Linked DNA regions of Ovis aries: region 2 is linked to region 1. The links are chromatin contacts, called in public Hi-C maps. All regions are on one chromosome and are shown on one strand. Each heading gives the region's core, a stretch centred on a gene start, on an enhancer-like site or on the middle of the called end of the contact. The rest is flanking DNA. Distances are from core to core; before and after follow the strand shown.

Region 1 (6,054 bases), core at 1,274-3,773:
TAAGAGAAGGGACGCCAGACACCACTGGACATCACTGGGAGCCAGAAGGAGACAAGGAAGTATTCTTCCCCACAGCCTTTGGGGGTGTAGAGCCTGGCTCTGCTCACACCCTCATTTTGGAACTTTAGCTTCTAGAACTATGAGAGGATAGATTTATGTCTGTGGTTATTTGTTTCCAGGACCTGAGAGTTGTTTTCAGGGAACATGCAGGAAACCCTGGATACTGCTGTTAAGTAACAAAAATACAACCGGGTACATTTTAGAGATCTAATTGGTTTTACTGAACCATTCACAAGTGAGGCAGCATCCCATTCAGGAAGTAGAGAGGAGCTCCCAACAACTTTAGGAAGGGAAAGGTTTTCAAAGGCAAGACAAGGAAGTCATCAGCAAAAAAACGTCATTTCAGGCATAGGTAACTCGCTTATGGGGCTTCTTAGGTGGCTCAATGGGTAAAGAACCCGCCCGCAACGCAAGTGACACAGATTCACTCCCTGGGTCAGGAAGATCCCCTGGAGGAGGGCACGGCAACCCACTCCAGTATTCTTGCCTGGAGAATTGCACAGATAGAGGAGCCTGGCAGGAAAAAGAGTCAGGCATGACTGAAGCGACTGAGCACAGCACACAACTTGCTTATGGGGAACGGAAGGGGTCTTTGTGGCAGGCTACCTCATCTTCCTTCGGGGGATGGAGAGGGTCCACATGACCAATTACCTCATTGATGCCGACTAGAAAATTCCTGGTTAAGCCCACATTTTGGCTTCCCTGGTGGCTCAGACGGTAAAGAATCTGCCTTCTATGCGGGAGACTGGGGTTCAATTCATGGATCAGGGAAGATTCCCCTGGAAGAGGGAATGGCAACCCACTCCAGTATTCTTGCCTGGAGAATTCCATGGCCGGAAGAGTCTGGTTGGCTGCAGTCCCTGAGGTCGCAAAGAGTGAATGACTACAACTGAATGACTAACATTCACATTTTCTGGGGGAGGATGAAGTTTTAGTTAGGTTAGTGGTGTGACCTAGGAGAAGTGACTCCATCTGGGGCCTCTGGGGTTCTTTTTAACATCAACCTAATTTTGAAAGTGCTCCTACAGGAAAAAAAAAATAGTTTATTGGGGCTTGGGGGGCACATAATGTTCAAATATTTTGAAACAACTTAAAAAAAAACAAACAGTAAAACTGGACTCGTCTGGTGGTGCGGTGGCTAAGACTCTGTGCTCCCAAAGCAAGTGACTTGGGTTTGATCCCTGGTCAGGAAACTAGATCCCACATGCCACTACTAAAGATCCAGTATGCCACAACTGGCCAGACCTGGCACAGCCTAAATAGATAAACACATATAAGAAAAAAAAATCTGCAGTACAAAAATAAAAAGACCAAACCCCAGTAACAAACAGACCTCCCAAACACAATAAAGTTCATTTACTGTAGTAAATAAGAATACCTTCAAGATAATTTAAATCAGTTTCCCAAGTTAGCAAGTTATGTCTGCTGCTCTTAATTGGCAGGACCTTTCTAGAGGGATATCTAACAATTTTTCAAACTTTAAAATAAATTTTATTTAGCTGCGCCAGGCCTTTGTGGTGGCACATGGAATCTTTGCTCTTCATTGCGTCATGCATGATCTTAGCTCCCTGACCTGGGATCCAACCCAAGCCCCCTGTATGGAGGGGGGCGGGGGGAGAACAGTTTTAGCCACTGGACCACCAGGGAAGTCCCTCTAATAGTCAATTCAAGAAGTCTTCAGAATAGGCATCCTCAATGACCAACCAATTTCTCTTCTTTCAATTTTATTTTAGAACTAAGGAGGCACTGAACTAGAGAATTCTCCAGTTGCCAGCATTAGTTAGGTCACACGGGATTTCCCAAACTCCCTGGCAGAAATCCCTGCAGGGTTTTGCAGGTCTAAGGGAGGAACCGAGCAAGTCTGGGTCACATCACTCGGTGGTTCCCAGCCTGGAGCGAGCCCTAGTCACCTGGGCAGGTGCTTCTGCTTTCTCAAAACATGTTCCAGAAATTTTGTTAAGACAACTGCGTACCATAGCTCGTGTGCAGTATGACTCCATTTCTTCAAACAGTGTAGGATTGAAAATTAATTTTGGTTATGAGAAACGCATGGTCTACAGTTATTTGTATTTAAAAATCTTCTACCACGAATAGTCATGTGTGTTAATTAAGAGAGCTTTTCAGTTTCTAATATGCATTTTCCAGACGCTTATCTGGACGACGGTTTCTCCCGGGCACACTACCGGGGGCGCGCCTCTCGCTCGCGCACGCGCAGATAACACCCCAGCTCCGCTCTGGGCCTCCGCGAGACTTCCGCAGGGCGAGATCCGGGCCCCGCCGGCGGCTCGGCCCCTCCTGCAAGCCCCGCCTTAATTTCCGGCTTTTTGCTCCGCCCCCTCGGCGTCTCGGGATCTTCTCCCTGGCCTGGCTCCCGCAGCCTCGCTCTGGCTGCGCGCTGCCCTCTCTTCTACTGCCGGCTGGGTTCCAGGCTTGTTTTGTTTGCGACGCTGTCGTGCCACAGCGCGCTTTACGGCCGCAGGGACGGAGCGAGCCGGCGCCAGGGCCCCTCCGGCCGTGAAGCAGGACGGACGAAAGAGGTTGATGCCCGGCGGCGGGGCAAGCGCGGCATCTGGCCGGCTTCTCACCGCCGCGGAGCAAAGGGGAGCCCGGGAAGCGGCGGGGTCGGCTTCCAGGAGCGGCCCGGGAAGCTCGGGCCCCGGCGGCAGAGGCGGAGCGGGCGTCCCCGGGCCGGGGAGCGGAGGCCCGGGGGGCCCCGCGGGCAGGATGAGCCTGACCCCGAAGGAGCTCTCGAGCCTGCTGAGCATCATCTCGGAGGAGGCGGGCGGCGGCAGCACCTTCGAGGGCCTGTCCACCGCCTTCCACCACTACTTCAGCAAAGCCGACCACTTCCGCCTGGGCTCGGTGCTCGTGATGCTGCTGCAGCAGCCGGACCTGCTCCCCAGCGCGGCGCAGCGCCTCACGGCGCTCTACCTGCTCTGGGAGATGTACCGCACCGAGCCGCTCGCCGCCAACCCCTTCGCCGCTAGCTTCGCGCACTTGCTCAACCCCGCGCCGCCCGCCCGCGGCGGCCAGGAACCCGACCGGCCTCCCCTCTCAGGTACGGCTGGGACCGCCCTCCTGGAGCTGCTGGGCCTTCACCGGCCTGGGAAATCCATCGTCTCCTTTTGAAATTCCCTCCCCACCCCCTCCACCAAGTACGGACGAGTGGCAGCTTCCTGGCACCGAAAATTAACCGCTCCCCCCGCAACAGTAGGAGCCGTCAAACCGCGCAGCTTAGTGTGGGGCTTGACGCTTTTGTGCCTCACATGCGGTTCGTTCTCGTCTAGCCCGTCAGAGGTGTGTGAAGTTGTAAGTAACGACACACTTTATCTGCCCCCGGCTTTAAGTCTCAGGAGAGTCAATGAGAAGTCATTCAGAACCGGAAGACGTGGTTGAGGCGGAGAAACACATTACGCAGGGCTTCCCCCGTGGCCCAGCGGTAAAGAACCCGGCTGCCAATGCAGGAGACACGGGTTGGACCCCTGGGTCACGAAGATCTTCTGGAGGAGGAAATGGCAACCCACTCCAGTATTCTTGCTTGGAGAATCCCATGGACAGAAGAGCCTGGCAGGCTACAGCTCATGGGGTCGCAGAGTGGGACACGACTTACCAGCTAAACAACAAAGGATTATACTAGCCACCTTGTTGCTGTTAGGTGTCCTTGGTTAACGCGATGGGGTCACAGGATAGAAAGCAGCCTCGAATTCACCGCCTAGATTAGAAAACTACTGCTGGACATTATGTAAAAGGTGTGTTTTCTGCAACTTTGGTGAGACCGGTGGATTTGATGTGAGACTGCTTTTTTTTTTTTTTTTTTTTGGTAACTCAAGAGCTTGTTTGTGAGACTTGATTTTAGGAGAAGACCTGAAGCCGGGAGAGGAGAACGGCCCAGAGGAGATAGATGGTGATGAGTGTCTGGGAGATTTAGACAGGGCCCAGTTTAGTGGGCAGAACAGGTTGTCAGAGGTGGGAAGCAGCTTGATCTCATAGTCCTTAGGCAGTGAGGAAACAGGTAAGTCACTCCTTAGGAAGGGAGAGCCAGAATGTGAAGGCAGAGGATTAATGTAATACTAGAGAATGTTTTCTTGCAGGAGAGGGCTTCTACAGTTAAGCTATTCATTGTTGCTACTGGCAGTTCTTCTGGATCTAAAGCATCTTCTGATTGGTTTCCTGCACGGCTCTTACCTAAAAGGGGCAACTTTTGTATTCCATGAGATGTCTGTAGGGTGCAGGTTCTGAACCTGACTTTCAGGAAGTTTGAGAATGCCCAGAAAAATGACTGCAAGGTGTGTTGTGTGTGTATGTGTGTGGTCTGGTCAAACCCGCCACCCAAGATGGACAGAGACAGTGTGGGATTTGAGTCTGAGAGCCTTCTGAATTCTGTAGGATGGGTTAGGTAAAGGAACTGTGATTTATGTAATGTTATTCTCAAATGCAGTGAGTCTGAAACTAGATCTAGGCTGTTAACTGTATTGTAAACAGATTTCCCAGGGAAGAAATCCATAGATTGGTTATTTTGCCTGTCTCTGCCTCAGTTTACTTGTCTGTAAGCTGCAGATAATAATTCCGAGCTGGCAGAGTAGGCAGCTGCTTTGCAGGCATCTACCTGCAAAGCAGAAGACCAGACTTTGATCCCTGGGTCAGGAAGTTCCCCTGGAGAAGGGAATGGCAACCCCTCCAGTATTCTTGCCTGGAGAATTCCATGGACAGAGGAGCCTGGCAGGCTAGTCCATGACATGGCAAAGAGTTGCACATGATTCAGTTCAGTCACTCAGTCATCTCCGACTCTTTGCGACCCCATGAACTGCAGCACGCCAGGCCTCCCTGTCCATCACCATCTCCTGGAGTTCACCCAAACCCACGTCCATCGAGTTGGTGATGCCATCCAGCCATCTCATCCTCTGTCGTCCCCTTCTCCTCCTGCCCCCAATCCCTCCCAGCATCAGAGTCTTTTCCAGTGAGTCAACTCTTTGCATGCGGTGGCCAAAGTATTGGAGTTTCAGCCTCAGCATCAGTCCTTCCAATGAATACCCAGGACTGATCTCCTTTAGAATGGACTGGTTGGATCTCCTTGCAGTCCAAGGGACTCTCAAGAGTCTTCTCCAACACCACAGTTCAAAAGCATCAATTCTTTGGCGCTCAGCTTTCTTCACAGTCCAACTCTCACATCCATACATGACCACTGGAAAACCATAGCCTTGACCAGACGGACCTTTGTTGGCAAAGTAATGTCTCTGCTTTTGAATATGCTATCTAGGTTGGTCATAACTTTCCTTCCAAGGAGTAAGCATCTCTTAATTTCATGGCTGCAGTCACCATCTGCAGTGATTTTGGAGCCCAAAACAATAAAGTCTGCCACTGTTTCCACTGTTTGCCCATCTATTTCCCATGAAGTGATGGGACCAGATGCCGTGATGTTAGTTTTCTGAATGTTGAGCTTTAAGCCAACTTTTTCACTCTCCTCTTTTACTTTCATCAAGAGGCTTTTGAGTTCCTCTTCACTTTCTGCCATAAGGGTGGTGTCATCTGCATATCTGAGGTTATTGATATTTCTCCCGGCAGTCTTGATTCCAGCTTGTGCTGCTTCCAGCCCAGCGTTTCTCATGATGTACCCTGCATATAAGTTAAATAAGGAAGGTGACAATATACAGCCTTGACATACTCCTTTTCCTATTTGGAACCAGTCTGTTGTTCCATGTCCAGTTCTAACTGTTGCTTCCTGACCTGCATATAGGTTTCAGGACTAACAAACAGAGCTGCTATGAGGAATAGAAGTAAGTGTTATTCACAATTACTGTTGGTAGAGATGGTGCTTAAATCCACAACAAAGGGACTGTCAATGACAAGGCTTACTACATTGTACATCAAGGGGCGTATATAGTGGGTATATATATAGTTTTAATAAAATTAAAACTGGAGTATAATTGCTCTACAGTATTATTAGTTTCTGCTGTGCAACAGTGTGAATCAGCTGTACGTATACAAACATCCTCT
Region 2 (5,402 bases), core at 2,466-4,965, 180 kb before region 1:
ACGTTTCTAAGGATAATCAAAAATGCAGAAAAGGTGGGAGCGAGCAACCAACAATCTGGGTAATGGCCTTAGGTTTTTTGAGCTCACATGCCTCTCAGCCTATTGGGATCCTGATCTTTATTTTAAAGACTGTGCCAGAAGAAATCAATGGTTCTTTTAGAAATGATAGCAAAACAAAATGACAAAACCAGAAAAAGTTCCTGGAAATATCTCTAACTTAAGAGACATGGGTAATCCATAGAGATGACCAAGCCATTATCCACAGAAGCAGGTATAGCCCATAAGTAAACTCACCTGGGCTAGGGTTGCATGGCCTCTTGCTTGCCAGCACTTACGCAGCAGTGATGCACCCAGGGTTTGTGTGTCTGTATGGGAGACCTGTGCACACGCCATGTGGATAGGGGAGATACAGCAGACGGCACCCCCTTTTCCATGAGGCTTCAGCACGCTGGCGTGAGGGTGCGCTGGCACACTGAGACTGAGAATCACTGAGATGGCAACACTCAGCAGAGCGCGGTCAGAGAGAACCAAGTTCCCCTGCTTGTTCCGTCACTGGGGCTCTGTGTTTCTACCTGCCTCCCTGTAAAAGAGAGAAAACCTCTCTCCATTCTCTGGCCAGGATCAGTTTTCAGCGGCCTAAGAGGCTGCCACGTAAATACATCAAAAGGAGTTTTAATTATTCACACACACAATTGTGATATGAATTACATGAAAAAAAGGTAAGTCTAAATATTTTGCATATCTTAGGATCATTTACTCTCAGGAATCCAAAATGGGCCCTTTTTAAAACAAAAATTCTGTGTGACACTAGATAACCTATTTTGTAATTTAACTGTTTGGTAAATTCAAAGGTTTCCAGATCTCATATTTCTGTAAAAGAATTTGAATTTTAATTGGCTGTCAGAATCTGCACTTCTAAATAGAACAAATTTTTAACGGAAACAGCATATTTGTTGTGCTAGGATTTTCCAGCTGGAAGCCATTAGAAGAGGGTGGACTATGTCATGCTGCTAAATTAATTTAGTATTGCTTAAACTTTACACATGTTCACAGTCTGGGTAAACTCAGAAAACTCTTATTGAGTACATTTCTTTAAACCCACATAACATCAGGGGAAGTTTAATCCTTAAACTTTTGATTCATTTAATTGTGCTGATTTAAAGACTGTTTTGCAAACTTGTCATGACTTTTCTATTTAGAAACTATAAAATCTTGGCTCATGAGAAGTGACTGAAATATGAACTCTGAAATATACCAAGCTTAAGAATATTTTAAACTAACTCCACTAAAATGTAGTATCTTGTCTCTAACAGCAACTAATGCCCATTAAATTAGGGTTTTGTTTGTTTGTTTATACCATTGTTTATACAATGGTATATCGCAATATGGTGAAATGGCCAACTGTGAGAAGTTGCTAGGCCATGATATGTTGGACTCTGGCTGAATTATCTGGTAAAATGTGGGTGTTCAGTAAAAAAATTGCCTGTTTCTCCCTTCACTTTATGTGAAGCCTAGAGGTTTTAAAGTCAGCCATTAGTAACCAAGACAAACAACAAATCTGAGTCTTCCAGAGTAATGGCATGTGTGGCTTTTTGGATACACACGTATGAACTTCATACAACGCCTATGTGCAATAGTACAAACAACAGCATACTTCTGTAAGCATGACATGGTTGACTGAATGGCTGAAACACACAGCCTTGTGGCATCTGTGAAGCACCTTTATTTTTCCAGGGGAAGAAAAATCATTAGAAAAAAAGGAAAACCTTCTCTAGGATTTTTGTCTATCCAGCCAATGTCTAGCTATGGGAGAAGCAGGGTAACCCATCAGCGCATTCAGTAAAATAATATGTGCCTTAAAATATATACTCCAACTTGGGTAACCACTTTATACGCACTTAAAAGGTCCTGAATTTAATGTAGTTTAATCCTTTAAAATCATCTGCCCCTCCTGATGTCCCCATCTCTTTCAGTGCAGCCATGAACTAACCCATCCAGACAAACTGAAAAACTGTATCCTCCATGCTGGTGAGTCCATTTCTGTCAGAGAGGATTTGGGACATGGAAAGATAGTCACCACCAACTGTACGCCATTTAATGTCCAATTTACTAATTTATGGGGCTTCCCTGGTGGCTCAGACCATAAAGAATCTGCCTGTCAGATGCCCTGGAGAAGGGAATGGCTACCCACTCCAGTGTTCTTGCCTGGAGAATCCCATGGACAGAGGAGCCTGGCGGGCTACAGTCCATGGGGTTGCAGCGTTGGACTAAAGGGACTAATACTTTCACTTCAACATTTCCCTCATTAATCATATGCTACTTAAACAACAAATAAATCAATATTTAGGAATTTACCAAAAAAAATTTACCCAGTGATGAAAAGAGATTAGATATTAACACTTGTTATTACAGTAAAATCTTGTCTAATACAGATTTCTTAAAAGTTGTACAGGACCCACAAAATGTAACAAAACTAAGTATCTTTACATCAAAGCTAGTTGCAAAATATGACTATCAAAGAGCTAACTTGTGTTCTACTCCAGGCTCATCCTAACACCTTCTCAGTGCTCCAGTTTTTTTCTTTCCTGATTGGAGAATTCTTTATAATTCTCATCATTTTTATTTTCTTTTTTCTTTTTTTTTAAACTTTTAATTTTATATTGGAGCAGAGCCGATTAAAAGTATTGTGATAGTTTCAGGCAGACAGCGAAGGGGCTCAGCCATACATGTAAGTGCTCCAGTTTTCACATACTATTCTAGGGTTTCAATAACTCAATCCTCAAAATTTTTACATCCTTCCTAGGTTGAAAGATTTTTACCATCCCCTTGCCCCTCCAGAAGAGAATGCAGTCTCTGATCAGCAGCCGGAAGGTCCAGAGTTCTGAACCCGTGGGTTTGGCATGCGGACCCGAGACTTGGCCATGAAGTCTGTCAACTCACACCTGACCTCCTGGCATCAGGTTCCTCCCTTTTCATTTTCAAGGTACCTACTTTACACCAGGTGTTAGATAAAAGCGCTGCTTCCATTGCTGTTTTTGGGTCATTCTGTTGTGATAGAGCTAAAAACATATTTAAGGTCACGAAATCACATTGATTTCTCCAATATAATAGACTGCACACAGTATTTTACTCTCTCTTTCTAAGGTGATTTTATCAACTACTGTCTCCTAAATTGACATTTCATATAGTCAGTTACAAACTAGCGCATTTAATTTCGAAACGCTTCTTCTGCAAACCCACCTCTGCTCTGCCTCCCTCGTAACCCTAACCCTCTGCATCTCTGCAGCTAGCTGATCGCTGCCGCCGGGAAAGGCTCTCTGCTCCCTCCAGGCCGGGAGGCGCGTAGGTCATCTCCGGGCTGCCAACCAGGCTCACAAGTTCAGGCAATGCTGGCTGAATCACTGAGCGACTGGGCGAAACAGAAAGGACCCTGGCACGGTCCACCTGGGGACCAGGATCCCATTTTCTCTGAAGACTTAAACGCGAACCACAAGCCCCTCCCACCCTCGTTGGCGCGCAGGAGGTGGAGACCGACGATAGGAAGCTGCGAGGGAAAGCGCGACGCCCGAGGCCCCGCCCCAGAGGCCTTCACGCCCTTTTCCCCACGGCGCGCGCTGCTTGCGTCACAGCAGCACCTCTTCCTTCCCCCGCCTCCAGGTAACCCGGAAGTTGTACTTGCGAGGCTGCTTTCCTTCTCCCACAATTCCTCGCGCTCTTCCTTTCCGACCCCGGCCCTGCAGGGTGAGTATGGCTGTGGAGTTTTGTCAGTAGTAATCCGGCGCCATCCTCTACCTGGATTGTGCTGACCAGGCCGGCAGGCTCTGTCCTGAGCTGGCCTGGGACCCCGCGTCCCCGGCGCACGGGAATCTGCGCTGCATTTAAGGGCTCCCTGAGCCTGAGAGAGAGCGGCCAGGCTTGAGGGAACCCGAGCTGCAAGGGTTTCCGGGGCGGGGGCACCTAAGGGATACGGATACTTGGGCCGCGGGGTAGCCGACTTGTGTCTACCCAGACCTGGGGCTTCAGGGACCTGGCCGGACCTTCTGTCCCCGGAAACCGTACCGAGGGCGGCTGCGTGAGGCCGGGCCGGGAGGGAGGGCTTCACAGGTTTGACGCACTCGCCCTGAGCTGCTTTGTCGCCTGGGTTTGTTTAGATGGCTCCCGCAAAGAAGGGCGGCGAGAAGAAGAAGGGCCGGTCCGCCATCAACGAGGTGGTGACAAGAGAATACACCATCAACATTCACAAGCGCATCCATGGAGTGTGAGTACCCCTGCGGCCTGCCGCTGCCCCTGCTGTTGGGGGCTCCCGAAATCACGGTCTGGTGGCCCCTGAGTCTGTCTAGCTTGAAGGCTGGGTGGGCCAGAAATTACGCATTAATGCTGCGAAAGCTCAAGTCTGTTTCCATGGACCCTGTTTAAGCTTTATAGGATTTAAAGGGAAATGCCTCCGAGGTTGATACCTAGAAACGGGAGATAGAACGGTGAGGTTTCTGGGAGAGCCAATTTGGGGAGATACGGAGGTGATGAAACCAGTCCACTCGTTGCTCTGTCGTTGAATAAAACCCTGGCAGGTCTGAGGGTTGTGCAGGAGGGAACGCTGATGTGTCTAGGTCTTTGTAGTCAGGTTCACTAGTTAATTGAAGCCGGACCGGCCAAGAACATGAACGCTGTGATGCGGTTTCTTTAGTTCCCTGACCCACACAGATGGGTACTGATACTGGGAAAGTCGTAATACTGGGAATGAAACCGTTGTAGAGACCAGGAAAGGATGTGTTGGTGGAGTTGTTTGCTGGGAGGACACCTGGAGGTTGTGCATTGGCGATCCACAGGAATATTGGGGGTGATTTCCAACGTCCAGGTTCTTGGTGGTGATCTCTGGAGGTTTGGTGGTAGTGCCTTTCTTCCCTTTTCTGCACATGGTGCTGACTAGTGATACTGGAGACTGCATCTTTTCTTGAATGCTGCTGTTGGGAGTTTTTTTTAACAGCAAACGTTGCCCTGCAAAAATTTCTTGACTGGCTTGGTCGGTCTCTGCTGTATCTGGACAGCTGATTTTGTGAGGGACCTACACGTGGCAGTGACCCCTACATGTGGCCTGGCACTCCAGGCCAGGTGTTGATCATGTGTGAGCTAGGCAGTATTGTGTATGTGGAGTCTTTCCATTTGGGGCGTGGTGGATTCATGTGGGGAGCACATTGAGCACGTAAGTGTGTGTTGGGGTCTGTGGGTTCAACAGGAAACCGAAAGATCCTGCCCTCCTAGCTTAGGAGGAGGAGGTAGACAAGCAACCAGAGGGAAAAGGGTGAAGAGTGAGTCCTAGGGTGATGTTTTACAGGCCACACAAGTTAACCAGGCCTTAGAAGAGTGGGTGTGAGCCATTGCAGGTGGATGAGTTTTTCAGGCAT

Evidence for each region. A called contact is a pair of places that touch in the nucleus more often than the background predicts.
Region 2: a contact with region 1 is called in a Hi-C map of liver, with 3 times the contacts expected there. The contact joins the promoter of RPL31 here to the promoter of CNOT11 in region 1. A contact is called at or near these places in 13 of 16 Hi-C or Micro-C datasets (blood, hypothalamus, liver and 6 more).

What each region holds. Positions count from the first base shown.
Region 1 is chr3:100,293,875-100,299,928 of ARS-UI_Ramb_v3.0, reverse strand. CNOT11 (CCR4-NOT transcription complex subunit 11) reads left to right here and starts at 2,523. Exons shown (of 7, transcript XM_004006127.6): 1 at 2,523-3,118. The coding sequence starts at 2,602.
Region 2 is chr3:100,480,193-100,485,594 of ARS-UI_Ramb_v3.0, reverse strand. RPL31 (ribosomal protein L31) reads left to right here and starts at 3,715. Exons shown (of 5, transcript XM_004006129.4): 1 at 3,715-3,741; 2 at 4,152-4,258. The coding sequence starts at 4,152. LOC105614674 (a long non-coding RNA gene) reads right to left here and starts at 3,498. Exons shown (of 3, transcript XR_001434330.4): 1 at 3,241-3,498; 2 at 295-580.